Linked DNA regions of Mus musculus: region 2 is linked to region 1. A link is a contact called in public promoter capture Hi-C data. All regions are on one chromosome and are shown on one strand. Each heading gives the region's core, a stretch centred on a gene start, on an enhancer-like site or on the middle of the called end of the contact. The rest is flanking DNA. Distances are from core to core; before and after follow the strand shown.

The links. Promoter capture Hi-C pulls out the DNA fragments that hold promoters and counts their contacts.
Region 2: a contact with region 1 is called in a promoter capture Hi-C map of hippocampal neurons, with 3 times the contacts expected there. The contact joins the enhancer-like site here to the promoter of Desi2 in region 1. A contact is called at or near these places in 24 of 39 promoter capture datasets (the 3T3-L1 cell line, 3T3-L1-derived adipocytes, the C10 cell line and 14 more), 1 of 484 Hi-C or Micro-C datasets (bone marrow-derived macrophages), 14 of 115 datasets of contacts at active chromatin or transcription factors (the SCID.adh cell line, acute myeloid leukemia, astrocytes and 11 more) and 4 of 9 other capture datasets (adipose tissue, liver, macrophages and 1 more).

The regions. Positions count from the first base shown.
Region 1 is chr1:178,185,367-178,189,759 of GRCm38.p6, reverse strand. Desi2 (desumoylating isopeptidase 2) reads right to left here and starts at 2,343. Exons shown (of 5, transcript NM_024282.3): 1 at 1,803-2,343. The coding sequence starts at 1,844.
Region 2 is chr1:178,451,241-178,455,694 of GRCm38.p6, reverse strand. All of the region lies in intron 2 of Efcab2 (EF-hand calcium binding domain 2), which reads right to left. Among named protein-coding and RNA genes, the nearest start is that of Efcab2, 47 kb to the right of the region's middle. Within about 2 kb of position 1,349, at least 14 of the 459 cell types and tissues checked have an H3K27ac peak or open chromatin away from gene starts, as enhancers often do. A contact at or near this core is called in extraembryonic endoderm stem cells and hippocampal neurons, where this site is marked.

The DNA.
Region 1 (4,393 bases), core at 1,094-3,593:
AGCACTGACTGCTCTTCCAAAGGTCCTGGGTTCAATTCCCAGCAACCACATGGTGGCTCACAATCATGTACAATGTGATCTGACGTGCTCTTCTGATGTGTCTGAAGACAGCTAGAGTGTACTCATACACATAAATCTTTAAAAAATATAGATATTTCAATATATATTCTCCAGAGTAAAACATATCCTGAGGAATAGTTTATAAGAGTCTTCACCAGTTTAAAAAAATCCAAAGTCTGATAGGCAAGAGGCAGTGAAATACTAAAAGGGCAATATTAAAGCTGACAATGGTGGTGTAGACCTTCAATCCCTGCAGAGGGGCAGAGGGGCAGAGGGGCAGAGGGGCAGAGGGGCAGAGGGGCAGAGGGGCAGAGGGTCTCTGAGAGTTTGAGGCCAGCCTGTTCTACAAAGATAGTTCCAAGATAGCCAGAACTACACAAACTCTGCCTCAAAACAACAACTAAACAACAACAGGGGGCAAAATTAATTAAGAAAAGATTCCCATGGAACACAAAAAGTTTAAATCCAGAGAATAATTTATTAACCAGTAGAGTAGGCTGTTAGTCATACAATACGCATGCTCTTCTCGAATCTCCTGCTCCAGTTATCCAACTTTTCCCTTCATGATTAACTTTTCCTAGTCTGTTACTCTACCTCTCATCTCCAGACTTACACTGGAACCTACTAGAAGAGAAACCTCGCTTCTAGTTACCAGCAGACCATGCCCTGTCAACGTTAACTTCTAGATATAGCATGAGGAATCCTTTTCTATCAATAGCTCCCTGTTCATTTAAAAATTTATAAACAATACAAAGAAGAAAGAGCTTAGAGCTGTAATTAAGAGCCAAGACTTCTTACTGTTGAATTTCTTCTAAGTACTTTTAAGCCAACAGAAATAATGCTGGAGAAATTTCATGTGTCAATGCATAGCCAAGAAATTTCAGGCTTTTCAGGGGAAGGCTATCCTTTACAAAACAAAAATTAAGTAACCAAAGGAGAGTGAACACACCCAAACGTAGCCTCCCTGCGGCGATCATTCTCTACCAGGTGCTTCTTCTAGGGGTATTATTGCACTTGGAACCTGAGGGGATCCAGCCTTTGAACCCTAGCCTGAATGTTTTCAGTTCTTCAAAGTTAGATGACATAATAAACAAGGCTGTCTTTCCCTCTCTAGCGGTCACGTCATCCACCTGTTGCATCACCTGGAAAGTGGCCTTCGGATTCTAGGATCACCTCTGTGATCGCTAAATAATTCAATGGCGCTATTTTCTACATAAATTTTCGCTTCTTTCATTTTTATGAGGATGCCTTGGAGGTGAGGGTGTATTGGCTCCGGTTCACCTCTGGGGAGACGCTAGCATCCGCATCGAAGCTGTGACTTTCTAGACTTGAAGGGCTTGAGAGTTGTCGGAAGCCTCGAGCATTTGGAGACAGACAAGGGCCAGCAGGAGCAGGGCAGAGGGGAGCTGAGCAGCTTAGAGGCCAGGTGGCAGTTGGGAGGGAGGTCGCCCTGCGACCGAAGCTTCGCGGATAGGACACGGCTCATCCGCCCAGGGGTCGGGCCCACAGCCAGGGGAGCTGAGGGCTGGGACGAGGCTCGAGCCCAAGCCCTCTTTCGGACTGACTGGGACACCTCCAGGAGGCGCGCGGGCCAGTCTCGGGATTAGAAGACAGCGCGACTGTCCCCTCCCCCCACCCCTGAGAACTAAGCTGGAGGCGGAGGCGCGAGGCAGGAAGCACCGGGCCGGGGTCCCGACCCCTGACAGGGCCGGCCAGCGCGGGCCGCCAGGGGACGCACTCACCATGTCGTAGACGTTGAGCACCACTAACTGGTTAGCCCCCATCCTTCTCCCCACGGCCGCCGCCTCGTCCTCCAGCCGCTCGGTCTCCGCGGGGCGGAGGCCGCTGCCACCCCCGCGGGCGCCTCAGGCAGGGCTCGAGCCGGGCACTAAGCGTCCAGCCCGGCCCACCGCAGCCGGGGCGGAAGCATCCGGCAGCCGGGACCGCTCCCGGGAGACGCTGTCAGAAACCTGTACGAGGACCCGGCCAGACAGGTGGAGAGGCAGCTCCAGCTCAGGCGCCTCCCCTCGGCCGCAGACACGTGGGGGAAGGCGGGGCCTGGGCGAGGGGCGGGCTTTAGGCACCCTGGAGGCGGGGCCGGCCAGGATCCAGGGATGAGCCCGCCTGCGCGTTGAGGCTCTCAGGCTCTGCAGCTGGAGACCTAAAATGGCGACAGGCCGGATGCCTCTTCACCCTGGTGGCTCGAGGTCGCAGAAAGACTACCGTTCCCAGAAAGCAGAGGGAGAACCCGCGATTCCTATTGGGCGTGTAAGCAGTCTGACTACATATCCCAGCATTCACCAGGATATTGTAGGCACTCACGTCTCCCTGGGAGACTACAGTTCCCAGAAAGTCCTGCGAAGAGTTTGTCAGGGGAACCTTCGCTGTTCGTCCTTGGCGAGCAGAGACTCCATTTGCCTTTTAGTTTTCAGTGCTGTTTCTGGTGTTTGTAGCGTGAGATGTGAATCCAACGCAATGTGAAGAAGTGATGACTAAGTTTTCCAAAGCCCTTCTGCTTTTTTTTTAATTTTTGAAAATATAGAAGTGAGGCAATAAAGGGAGGAAGGTTACCCTTGTAAAAGTAGGATGTAAGAAAGTCTCCTTTAACCCTCAAAACGGAATTCACATTTCGTGAATGACAGAAAGCTAGTCAAATATAAGAGAGCCAAGAATTCCAATTAGAGGAGACAAAAGTACATAGACATAAGACATGTTTTTTGTACTTAAGGAACAAAATAAAAGTTCTCTGTGGCTAGAATATAATGAGCAAAGAGGTGATCTGTGGACAGGCAGTTAACTGGTCAGAAGACATCCTGAGTTTTCAGTTAGCTGAGATTGAATATCTATTTTACATTTTAGATTTATCAATTGTGTGTGTGTTTGTGTGTCTCTGTGTGTGAAAGAGTGAAAGAGACTGAGAAAGACAGAAGACAGAGACAAAGACAGCAAGGGGTGCAGGTGACCAAAGAGGACAGAGGGCAGGGATGCTCTGCAACCGAAGTTATAGGCTGCTGTAAGTTGCTTGACCTGAGTGTTGGGAACCAAACTGAGATCCTCTGCAGAGCAACAAGTACTTTTAGTGGGCAAGCCATCTCTCCAAACTCTGAGGTTGGATTTTAAATGAAGAGTTGGTAGGGTTTGAGCCAAGGAACGACATGAATATGTACATAAGTCTCTTAAAAGATTGCTTGAGAGCTAGAGAGAAAGCTCAATGCTTAAGAGTACTGGCTGCTCTTCCAGAGGTCCTGAGTTCAATTTCCAGCAAACACATGGTGGCTTACAACCATCTATATTTGGGATCAGATGCCCTCCTCTGATATGTCTGAAGACAGATATGATGTACTCAGATAAATAAATAACTTTAAAAAATTAAAAATTGCTTGAGTTTCTGTGTGAAATTTTAATGAGGCAAGGGAAATAGAAACATGACCATTAACGTGGTAAATTGTAAAAGTGGCTTCTCAAATTATATATGACCTTTGATGCCTCTCTCTACTGTCTTTAGCAAGCTTTGGCTTGATTTGGTCAATGGGTTATTAACAGATATAATGCAAGAGATTTAAAAGGCACTTTGGATTTGTGGCTTGGTTTCTTCCTCATCTTGGGAGTCTAGTGACCAGCCTTATATTAAAAAGTGTGGACATTAAATTTGTTGGGGGAGTTAGGGGTAGTCTCAAAAATAGGTCCTGGATGTTTGACAAATTTGGGTAGATAGTATGTTATTCATAATATATCAAACATTTGAGGGAGAAGCAGGTTAGAAAGGGAAATGAAATTACTGTTAGGTCATGTTATATTTTCAGTGCCTTTTAGAGTCTCATGAGATGTTGAGTAGGCATTTGCATAAATGAAATGGAGTCACAACCATTAATCTGACTAAAATAAACATTTCAGTAGAACTTAAAGCCTAGAGACTTGTTGGGCAGTCTTTCTGTTGCTGTGATAACACCTGCTCTGACAGAAAGCAGCTTAGGGCAGAACAGGTTTAGGGGTCACAGTCTATCACAGAAGGAAGTCAGGACAGGGCAGGAACTTAAAGCAAGCACCTTGGAGGAGCAGTGCCTGCTGGCTCAATCACTGGTTTATGCTTGGCTAGCTTTTTTAAGAAACTCAAGACAACCTCTCCAGGGGATGTAACACCCAGGGTATACTGGGCCCTCTTATATCAATTAGTTAAGACAATACCCACAGGCTAATTTGATAAAGGTAATCCGTTAATTGGAACTTCTTTTGCAGATGACTATAGGCTATGTGAAATTAAGGGTTGAAGCACTAGGAAATATTGAAAAAATGCAGCTGGAAAGAAATATTAAAAGGGGGAGGAGGTGGGAGG
Region 2 (4,454 bases), core at 100-2,599, 270 kb before region 1:
ACTTAAGTACTGGCTCACAAATACATGAGAAACTTCCTGGGAAAAGAAAAGGTTGCAAGAAGCAAAGCAGCCCAAGGTTTTCAATAACTAGCAAATCAAGCCCTGACTAGTTCAAAATCTCAAAGCTCCAGAAAAGGAATAAGGACAAAATGAGGGGAGGAAGAAACAATGTCTGCCACTTGATGGCTGGTTTTAACTGTTGTTTAACTCTGATAGAGAAAGAAAGAGAATATAGGTTAACCATTTAGTACATTAATACACTCCAGCACAATCTAACTGTAGCCTTGCACTGTGGTAGCTTGGGGGCTACAGGAGGAAGAAGAGACAGGCTGGGTTAAATTTTCCTTCACTCTGCTTATACTCCTACTTGTTTCAGTTGAATTCTGTTCTCTTATCTTGCAAAAGCAAATGCTTACAAAGCTATCTGTAGAAAGTTGACTATGTTTGCTAACGAAAGAATGTCCCAATGGCTACCCACATCTGCTTTTGTAAACACACTTAAACTACAATAGAAACATCCTTTTGGTGTTCATGAGACCCAGAGACCACCCTCACAAGGTCTGTGCAGACAGGAATCTTCACATTGTTACTCAAACTATAAAACCTGTAAGAAACTGTGGGATGGAATCAGACTTTGCAAAACACTAGCTTTGGTCTATGTCCACTGCACTAGAAAGTTTGGAAGTTCTGAATAGAAAGATCTACAACAGTGTTCTGTCATAGGAAAGTGAAAATGGGCCTGGATACGATCTATTACTCCTTGAAGACAGAAAAGTATATGAAAAGGATAGAGCCCCTTTTTCTTCCTCTGGAGACATCAATGAAGGCAGCAATGTGAACTACTGCCTCTACTATGCTAAGAGCCAAGTTTGTAACTCATTGGTTGAGCACTGGGCTTGTGTCTTGGGAAGCATAAGTGTCTGTCTCTCTGAAGATGAGTAGCATGCCCAGCTAAATGCCCAGCTAAATGGCAGACAGACACATGGCCAGAGAGAGTAGCTCACTAAGAGTTACCTTTAGCGACATTGCAATGAAGGCAATGCAGAGGGTGGCTGATAGGAAGAGAGAAGGGGAAATGAGGAAGGGACAAGAAGGTGGTATTTAAACGCCAGGCTTTCTAAATGTTTCTGTAGATAGTAATGAAGTGAGATGAATCTATTTCAAGAGCTCTCCATGTGTGAGGCCCTTAGTTCAAATCTGAACACCAGCAGGGATGGAAAGTACCCAAGTCCATGTGGTGGGAAGAAAGGGCAATCACAGTAGATGCCCTGGTGACTCAGAGCTTCCCTTGTTTCCCAGGCTGGATACACAGAGCCTAAGCAATCCTCCATGCTACTCTCACACAAAGCACTGGTGAGAGAGGAGTGATGGGAGCCAGGAGCCTGGGAACACAGCAGAAGGGGCCAGGTGGGCACCGCAGAGCTCCAGATGGCTTCTAGACGGGCTGAGATGCTGGCCGTAGTGAGGAAATCAGGCTGCTGATGCTACAGCCCCAGGAACAGTGATGCTCCTGGGGATGAGAAACAGAGAAAAGAAAACTCAGGCAAGAAAAGGGTCAGGTCTTTGCACTGAAAGAGAAGGAGGCTTAGGAAGAAAGAAAATTGAAAGGGAGATGTAGGAAAAGGCCAAAAGAGATGAAAACACCAGATGTAGCAGCACACACTTGCAATCCAAAGCATTTGGGAAATGTAGGCAAGAGAATCAGCAGCTCAAACCCTCTCCTACACAGCAAGTTCAAAGCCAGCCTAGGCTACATGAGACCCCCATCTGAAAGCAAACAAAAAAGAGATGAAAATGTAATTTCAAGAAACACAAAACAGAAGTGTCAACAACGAGGACAGAGTTCAGAAAAACCAGCAAATGAAACAAAATTCTGAGATAAAAAAGCATCGTGGGAGGGTCATCTAAGGAAGGGAAATGGAATATAATGCTATAAGTGAATAAAGGTGGAATTACAAGGATTACATGGGGTGGGGGAAGGGAGGACAGCATAGAGGAGGGAATATGGGGGTGAACAACTAACATTATAAATACCTTTAGAAAAGCTATTTGAAAATCTACTACTGTAGAAACTTCCTAAAATATATACATGTATAAAAGGAATTTAAATAGAGTCACTATATTATGGGGGAGACAATACCACAAGTAGATATTATTTGTTGCCAAATAAAATTTTCAGTATCAAGAATGGGTTACATCTTTCTGAGTCACTAGCCAAAGGGGTCCCACAGGCTCCCCAAACACCACAGGCTATTTCCAACTTGATGGTAAGATGTTATTGCTGAAGACACCACACACTTCTACCATAGAAAGTGGAGAAATCTAAGTGGTACTCAACTAGAAGATTCACCCTATTGGCTAGTGTTCATAGTGTTAGAAGATTCTAAGCACAGCACCAGAAATCTCATCAAGCTCAATCTCACCCGGCTACAAACCCTGTGAGCTTTAGTGATGACCTGCCTTCAAGATGTGCTTGCTCATTCAATAGTGGCATGAATGTTATGGAATTAACCAATCACTTTTTGGGGGGGGGGGCTTAAGGCCCACTCAAGTCATGGACCCTCTGGAAAACCTACCTCTATTATTTTGCTAAATGAGCATATTCAGGAATAAAATGATTCCTAATGATATATTGGTATGCCCTATGTCTTAGTTAGGATTCTATTGCTGTGAAGAGATGCCATGACCACAGCAACTCTTATAAAGGAAAACATTTAATTGGAGCTGGCTTACACTTTTAGAGGTTTAGTTCATTATCATCATGGTGGGAAGCATGGCAGCATGCAGGCAGACATGGTGCTGGAGAGGTAGTTGAGAGTTCTATATCTCGATTAGCAGGTAGCAGGAAGAGAAAATGCCACTGGACCTGTCTTGGGACACACTTCCTCCAACTAGGCCACACCTACTCCAACAAGGCCACACCTCCCAATAGTGCCACTCCTTATGAGTGTATGGAATCATTTTCATTCAAACCACTATGCCATAGACCAGTGAATTATTCTCAACCTTCAGTAGAGAAGCTTCCTGCAGGAGATGGTCATTAATGCAAAGACAGACAGCAAGACAACATGCAGAGAGGGAGAGGACTTGGAGGACTCAGTCCTAAATGGGCTCTTTGTTTCACCCGTCTGTAGAGGGTCAGGGATCCATGTGGAAAGGGGTGGGGTGGGGCTAAAGAGTAAGAGGTGGTGAATGATTTCTTTAAAATAGCATTTTCCAGACACAAGAGTCAATGTGCACATAGGAACTCACAGAAACTTTGTCAACATTTCCAAGACTTAGACAGCTCAAACCTGACAAAACTCCCAATACAAAAGAGGGAGAGTGAGCACAAGGTGCCACTCCTAGCAAAGAAGCCATTCAAAATGATGGCTTTGGATGAGGGGAATCAGTTTTCTCCAGTGAAATATTCTGATATACCCAGTAAATACTGAGTCTATAGCCATACTCAGTAGAAGATAGCTAACACAAATGAGATCTATGGTTTTTTATGGCTTTTTTTTTCTCTTACAAGAGAGAACATAAAGATAGGTGGGTAAGGAATAGAATTCTAGTGAGAATCTGGAAGTAATTGGAGAATGGGAAAAAAATAAAAATATACTGTAAAGAATAAATACCAATTACTAGAACACTACCCAATTCATTCTATGAAGCCACAGTTACGCTGTGTATTCTCCCTTACAGATGGGACAGTTTCTGTCTAGTCATGAACTTGTCATAACTTCCTCTCCTAGAGGACTTCATGAGAGGTTTTATTTTTTCAACTTCTATCATGTTTAATGTTCCAAATAGACTTTAAAAACTGGTTGAGTGCATATTACTTTTAGCTTCAGAAGATAGCATGTATATTTAAGAGGCATTTAACTATTATAAATTATTTTTGATAACTTAAAAAATGTTAATATAACTGAGTTGTATATTTTAAAATAAATTTTATTAGTAAAAACATCAATTACTAAATAAAAGCAATAGGTAAAATGATATAAATATTAAAAGTTGGCTGAGCCTATTTCCAACAAGTAAGATTTTTAGGTCAAGTAAACTGACTGAAAATTATTTTGTTTTTAATTTTTCTTACACTTCTTTGTTGATTTATTGGGGAGCTGAATGGGATGTGGGAAGGGTACAGGTTAGAAGTGCGTGCTACTGTCCACATGTGGAGGTTAGAAGACAACTTATGGGAGTCAGTTCTTTCTGTCCACTGTGTGGGTCCTGGGGATTGAACTCGGGTAATCAATATGGTACTTGGCAGCAAGTACCTTTACCCACTAAGCCATCTTGCTGACCCTGAAAATTATTTTAAGAACCCACTTAAACCTATTTTGGGGGACAGAGGATTTAAGACAGGGTCTTGCTATAGATCTGGCTGTCTTGGAGCTTAGTTACGTAGACCAGGCTGCCTTTGAACTCACAGAGATCTGTATCTATCTGCCTCTGCCTCCCAAGTGCTAAGA